Regions from separate parts of the Anas platyrhynchos genome. Here region 2 is linked to region 1. The links are chromatin contacts, called in public Hi-C maps. All regions are on one chromosome and are shown on one strand. The core of a region is the stretch at or near the end of the contact, and the rest is flanking DNA. Distances in the headings are between cores, read along the strand shown. Region 1 has its middle 3.4 kb from the start of IGFBP5. Region 2 has its middle 57 kb from the start of IGFBP5.

Region 1 (3,370 bases), core at 143-2,642:
CAGACAATACCTCCAGAAGACAGCAGGCTGGGGCATCTGTTCAAGTTTCCCAGAGACCATCTGAATTTATACTTTTCCTTTTATTTATGCCATTATTTTTTTTTTTCTACTGGTTATTGATGATGTTTCTCATTTGTTTTTATTAGATGCAGGTGTTTTCTGCCCTTCAGCTGGGAGCACTTTCTCTTTTCAGCCAATTCCAGCTCTACTTTGTGCCTCGGTCACCTTTTGACTGTGATACTGGAGAGGCAGAGAATGGGAGAGGGAAAAAAAAAAAAAGGAGAGCGGGAGAGATACCGATTTTTGCTGCCTCAGCAGATGTGTGTTAAAGTGTTTTAGTGATTCAGCCAGTGCGCCTGCCTGAGGCCAAAGGAGAGGCATTGTCTGAATCTAAAACAATTAATAACAAAAAAAGAATGTGGGCAGCACGGAGCGGGGGAAGGTGGAGGTGGAAAGCGAGCGAATCGCGGGGATATTTTGAGCTTGCCGAGCACCTCGACGAGAAGATTCCCAACTGCTTTCGAAGGCAGCCGTCTGAACCCACCCGGTTCCCTCTGATATGCAGGATCCTCACCGGCCCTGTGGCAGACAGGGGAAGACGAAGCTGCTTTTGCAACTCCTCCCCGGCCCTCCCGAGCCTCTGGAACGAGGCCAGCCTCCTCCCCAGAGCCAAGCTGCGCTGCCCTGACATCCCAAGCGAGCACAACCGCGTACGCAGGTCCATGCCCGCGGGGCTGGGAGGGGGAAAATGGCCCCAGGGGACACCGAGCCACTTGCCCACGCACGGGGACCCTGCTCAGGCCCTTTGAGCAAGGCAAAGGCCTCAGCTCTCTGCACCGGCCGGGAAGGCGCAAAGGGAAACCTCTGCTGTCTGCTCGTGATGAAACATCTGTCTTTTCCCCGTTAGCAAAAGAAACTAATTTCGCCTGTGCTCAGGCAAGAGGAATTTGTCCCCTGAGCAAGTTCTGCCTCTATCGTTTAAACATCCAGTACGGGCTTTGAGCTCTGGCCCTTGTGAAAGGGCCTTGCGACGCGCGGGAGCTGGCATCCCCCACACCTTGCAAGGTGACTCGGGTGGCGATGGGGGAGATGGAGGCACCCCAGTCACCAGGCATCGCTGGAAATCTTGGCAGCCGAGCCTTGATAACGTGAAACGGAGCCAACCCCGGCACGCAGAACACCCAGGCGCTGATCTGGTGAGGGGAGACTCCATTCCTACATGCGGTTTAAAATTGATACCCCCATGAGGCATGTTAGAAAGCAAAACATTGATGCTGTCTTCACTGGAAGCATCGGTTGCTTTGTTTTTTTAATGACACAGAAAGCTGCCTGCAAAGAGATAATTTCATTCAGCCTAGCCCTTGCTGGATGTGGAAGGAAGTCCTTGGAGGTGACTCCAACGAATCCAGTATGCCACCTAGCCCTCGCTAGCTCTACTACACCCACCGCTGCAGCACAGGCTGCTCGCGCCTGCTGGAAAGGGGCTCCCAGCATGAAGCTGTGAACACCTCTCGGGGTTAGCATCGCAGGGATGGAGGCATCACCCGAGAGAAGGACGAACATCTTGGGAAGGAATCCGAGTTTACTCCTGACTCTCAACCCAGCCTCCATTCAAAGTGAAGTAGCGTGTTGGTATCTGCACCGCCTGCTGTTGCCCATCTTCCCTTTTTGTGCTTCTCCCCCAAGGCTTGCCTCATCAGTTCCAGTTTTGTCACTTGACATTTTGCCCTCCGGGATTTTTTACACCAAGGATGAAATATAGGCTGTTTTCGTAACGATGCTTCAGGCACCTGATTTCACAACCTGTTGGCGTTTTTTAATACTTGCACATGAAAAAAATAAAAAAATCTCCTGTATAAGCATTATTTTCCTAACAAGTTTCAGATCTACACCAACTGGACAGTGGTTTTGGAGGGAGAAGAAAAAAAAAATCTCATCCATGTATCTGTGATTCAGCCCTTAATCTTTCTAGATTGCCTGAACTTGTTTGATGTTCTGAGTGCCTCCAAAACACACAGATTAGCCCAAACTGATTAAAGCACAAGTTTCATCTTCATTATCATGCCCAGGAAAGTCAGTGCTTTTGCACATTACAGAGAGTATCATAATGAAGCGTGACGTATCTGAGATATAAAGAATGGTAACTCTTTTCCAAATGACTACTTCTCTTTTTTTTTCTTTTTTTTTTTTTTCTTTTTTTTTCCCCAGGAAGGAGCCATATGTAACAAATAGAGCCTATAGCAATGAAGTATATTAGCAGACACTAACAGAAACCTTGGTTTCCTCTTGTTTATCCCCCCAAAATATGAAAGCATGCCTTTTAAACATAAAACATCATTGTGACCTCCCCTGGAAGAGAAAAGGCCAAGAGAAATGAGATCTTCATGATCCGTGGGCTCTGCTACAGCTCGTGACCAGCTGTACACTGCCCCATTGCTGTCTTTTATTCCCAGGGCTGTGGGGTTTTTTGGAGCATCAGCACAAATGTCAAGAAGCCAGCCCTTGTGAGGAGCATGATGGCACACACCAAGCAGTCATCTGCAACTCCATCCCTGCTCCAGGGCTCAGCAGGATGGATCCTCACAGTTAAGGCCACTTCAATATTTGGGCAGAAAACCTGTTACCAGGGCACGTCTCCTGGCTAAAACTTTACCTTGCCCTGGTTGAGTATCTGACAGAGTTTCCAGGTGCACTGTGATGGATGAAGGTCCCGGCACAGCCTCGCAGCTCAGCGTAGGAGGGAAGCGAGGGTGGCCTCAGGACAACTTCACACCACTTGGATGTGGCCTGCTCTGAAAGCCCGGGAGACAGCTCCCAGGCAGCCCGAAATTAGGGCAGCTTCCCTGGGGCTGCCTCGCAGGATCCCTGCCCCGTAGCGATCCAGCCGTGCCCAATTCTCCTGTGCCAGGGCTTGCAGCTGGGCTGCACGGAGGCAGCTCCCTACACGCCTCGCCGCTTCGTGTCCTGCAGGCTGGAGTGGGAGGGAAACCTCCCCGCCACCCCTCTCCATACTCTTGCTGTCTCCGCAGCAGAGCTTATTTGGGACTCTCTGTTTCTTACAGGGTGGTGGAGAGGAAAAGGAAAAGCCAGCTCTCTCCTGCCCTTTCACAAAGCGCTCCCAAATCTCCAGGTGAGAAGTGCTCCTCTGCCCGCTGCTATTTTCTGCAAGGCACCCAGGCAGACCAGCAGCAGAGCCTCATAAAAACCAGCAGCAGGATGCAATTAATATGCTGTAAAAGTCATAAGTGTCAACTGGAGAAACCATTTAACAATGCTTCTAGATAAAATCCAAAGGGGTTTGCTTTTCTTACCTTAGGGGTGCCTATTTGGTAGCAGTTAACTGGGATCTAAGCAGGGATTCAGGTATGAT
Region 2 (3,668 bases), core at 508-3,007, 54 kb before region 1:
CCCACAAGAAAGGCCCCCAGTGTTCACAAGGGAACAGATTAGGGATTGTCCTAAATCCTCACGGTGGCCAGGGCAGCAGGGAAAGCCAAGTACCAAATGATTTCCTCGGAATGCAACAAATCTCACAGTGCGATAAGAGCAAAAATAGCTTTCTCTCCACCCTCCCTTCGACCTCAGGCCCAGCACCTCGCAGGATATTCTTGCTGGCCAAGTGCTTTACAGCAAGAGAAAAGCAGAGGGGAAGCCTAATGAGCACCAGGGTAGATAGGTCTGAAGAGATGTGTGTAGGGTAGTGGGCTGAGCAGAGGAAGTTTTCATCTCCATCCTCTCTGTCCTTGAAAATGCTGTTGCTTACAGGCTGTGTAGACCTGTCACCAGACTGACATCCAAAGGTGAATGCAATGATACCTGAGGGGTGTCTGCAAACTGCTGCAAAAATCCCACCACAACTTTACACTCGGTTCCTAGTTTGGAAGTTAGGCCTTGGCCCATGACAGCTAGAAGTACAACTTTAAAAAATGCAAGCTTTTTTTTTTTATTATTTACATGATTTACATGTGATTGTTGCAGCTCATGTATGTTTAAAACCTTTTCTCTAGGCATAAAAGTTACACACATCACCAGCAGGGCACCACAAGAGATGGTAATGCTGATTGAGTGGAGGAAACTCTTCTGTCCTAATTATTGCTCTGCAAATGAGTCAGGAAGGCCTGAAGGGTATTATTTGTTAGAGAAGCAGCCTGAACAGCCTTAACTCCTGATTGCTGAAGGAAAGGAAAGATCTCTCTGGGGTTACCACAAGACATTCAAGCAGTTGTTCTCCTTGTGGTCTTTAATCCTTCCATCCCAGATAGTCTTATGTTTGTATCATCAACCATGATGGGGATTATTAATTCTCCTCACAGCACAGAACAACAAGCTGGTCTCTGTAGTGAAAAACTTCACAGTGTAAGACAAAATGGTCCTAAAGATCATGGGCAGATGCAGCAGCATGAAGCAGCCATGAAAACTACAATGCAATGATCACCTTTTAACTCCCCACTCTTCAGGGGCGCCGGTGCACTGCACAGACTGTGATCCACCCCAGAAGCTGTTGAATTTCAATTGAAAGGTAAAATATCAGCCCTCAAGGGTGAAATTCCTACTGACCATCACGCAGCTATTACAATCCATGATTCCTGATAGCAGCGATGGTGGGTTTTAGATTAATTTGCCGTCATTTCATCATTTACACTAAATGCCATGGTTCTTTGATAAACATTTCAGGCCTTTTTCCAAACAATTTTTTCCATTTGGAGCTGATGAAAACAGGCTGTCAGCACTCCCGGTAGAAACACCCCGCTCGCAGCAACAGTTGCTGTCTGGCCTAGTGGTCTTCCTGGAGAAAGTCCAAGTGGGAAGGCAGTCCAGAGGCTCCACTTGCTGAGCTGATTGGGGCTGAAGGAAGGCGACCACTATTTCTAGAAAATGATGATGCTCTTTCCCTCTGAGTAACTTAGGGGACAACAAAGAGTTATCTTCCTGAGCCTGCTGCCTCACTCAAAAATGAGGAGGATCAAGGCAGACCCCAGCAGTGAAAGGAACTGTTTTCTCAGGGCAAAGCACAACTTGTCTTCCATGTATTGTTGCTAGCTGCCTCTCTCTGGTGAGCTCTCCAGCATCATCTCCCTTCCTTCTGCCTTGTTAGTCTGCAGAGAGGAGCTAACATGCTGGGCACAGGACTCCAGATCACTGGGGGATTCCTTATGGGTGCTATCCTCCAGACACTCTTACTCCCAGTACTCTCCTAGCAGAGATGAATGCAGACCTCTTTTCAGTCTGAGACCTGGACCCAAACATTATACCACTAGAGTCAATCTCTACCTGCATCAAACCTAGATCTATGTCCAAATTCTGTTTTCAGAGACTGCATCATTCTAAGGTAGAGCACATGGGACCTGCTGACCCCAAGACTGAGACCACAGTTGGAAAGAGGTCCCTAAGAGGCAGCAGCAGGCCTGGTAGGGCAACCCAGATTTAGGAAGGCAAGCATAACCATTCCCTGGAGTTCTGCATAGCTCCTGCCCATAAGGGGTCCTGCAACATCTTTCATCTGTGCTTCCAAAGTTTGTCCTTAAGAGTTGAGTTCAGTATTGCAATACTAAAAGGCAAATTGTAGCCAGATCACAAAGCAGGAGGGAGAGGATGACAGTCTGTATACTGAGTTATGAGAGTCCAGCAGTTTCTTTTTAGAGTATTTATTAGGCTATTGTCCAAAGAGTCCTTCACTGTTTATGACAGACCATAAATACCATCTGTCTCCCCCTCTCCACCTCCCCAAACAGTTAGCTGTTCTCTGCTGCAATGCTGTTTGCAGGTCATCTTGATAACCTGCCCCACAGGAGGAAGTGACAAAAATAGATCTCCCTGCTTAAAACGTCTCTTTATTTGCACTAAGTACTGATATTTTGCCACTATTGATGTAATCAAACACCATGTTGATAGCGTGTGAAAAGTCTAAAATAAAGACTCCCTTAATCTGGAAATCAGCACCTGGAAGTGTGCAATCAAGGATAGCTGAAGTGGGGGGAGAGTGAAGCTTGTATCCAGTATACTGAGGCATTGTTTAAGACATCCAGCTTTGCTGAGGGCCAGTGACATCGATAGAAGATAGTTGCTCTATAGAGAGATACTAAAACACATTTTTTTCCTGGCTATGCTCCCTTTTCTCATCTGGACTTCTACTCTAGGTGAATTTTAGGCCTTTTGTTGGACCTCTGTTGCTCAACAGAGGCTGCTGTATCTCCAAAAATGTCAGAAGCACCTGCAGTGTATAGGCAGATTAATTAGACACTGCATGCAGAGCTCTCCATGGATTAGGTAAATATGATACAGTCACAGAGGCATCTACAGAAGTCCTGAAGTTTCTGGGGAACTATTACACACGAATGTCATACTCAAAACTACTTGAATTTGGTAGCACTTTTTAGTCTCACACTGCGAGCAAGAATATTTATAGATAAAAACAGCTTACATGTAGAAGTTGAAGTTAGATATATCCTGGCCAGAAACAGAGTTCAAATGTTCAGTCAAAAGTATGATTAATCCCTGAAGCAATCGAATTCTAGCTGATGGTACAACCCCAAGCACTAGAAATATTTTGGTGAGGATGAGTTATTGCTTTTTTTTTTTTTGCTTTTTTTTTTTTTCTAACTGGTACACTGATTGAAACAGGGAAACCTTCAAGTCTCAGTATTGCAGAATGGAACAATTAGAGACATCCCTTCCAACTTCATAATCAGTGAATCCAAGACCCTCCAAGAACATCTACCTGCGATCATATAGAAGGTCAGCAGTAGACAGCTTAAGTATCCAGTTAAAGGAGATCTGCTCTTTAATGTTAACTAATCCCGGTGGACAGCTGACAAATGAGGCTATTTAAAGAACTATTTACTGTCATTATTCCAAACTGAAGAACGAATTGTTTTGAAAATTCAGAATTACTTCACAACTGATCAGAGCTGAGGAAAAAGACAGAAAAGGTCAGATGACATATTGTGAACTAGATCCTCTTCTGTGAAACTGTCTAATCAACTTGACTTAATTATAGAACACAGTCCCCTCTAAGCAAAGACTGTAATGTAGAGAAATCTGTGGGTAATTTGGATACATGAATAAATAAATAAATA

Evidence for each region. A called contact is a pair of places that touch in the nucleus more often than the background predicts.
Region 2: a Hi-C map of small yellow follicle shows a contact between it and region 1, with 2.2 times the contacts expected there. The contact joins two enhancer-like sites. A contact is called at or near these places in 2 of 8 Hi-C or Micro-C datasets (liver and small yellow follicle).

Annotation. Positions count from the first base shown.
Region 1 is chr7:7,199,308-7,202,677 of IASCAAS_PekinDuck_T2T, reverse strand. No RefSeq gene overlaps it. Among named protein-coding and RNA genes, the nearest start is that of IGFBP5, 3.4 kb to the right of the region's middle. Within about 2 kb of position 1,392, at least 5 of the 8 cell types and tissues checked have an H3K27ac peak or open chromatin away from gene starts, as enhancers often do.
Region 2 is chr7:7,252,945-7,256,612 of IASCAAS_PekinDuck_T2T, reverse strand. No RefSeq gene overlaps it. Among named protein-coding and RNA genes, the nearest start is that of IGFBP5, 57 kb to the right of the region's middle. Within about 2 kb of position 1,757, at least 1 of the 8 cell types and tissues checked has an H3K27ac peak or open chromatin away from gene starts, as enhancers often do.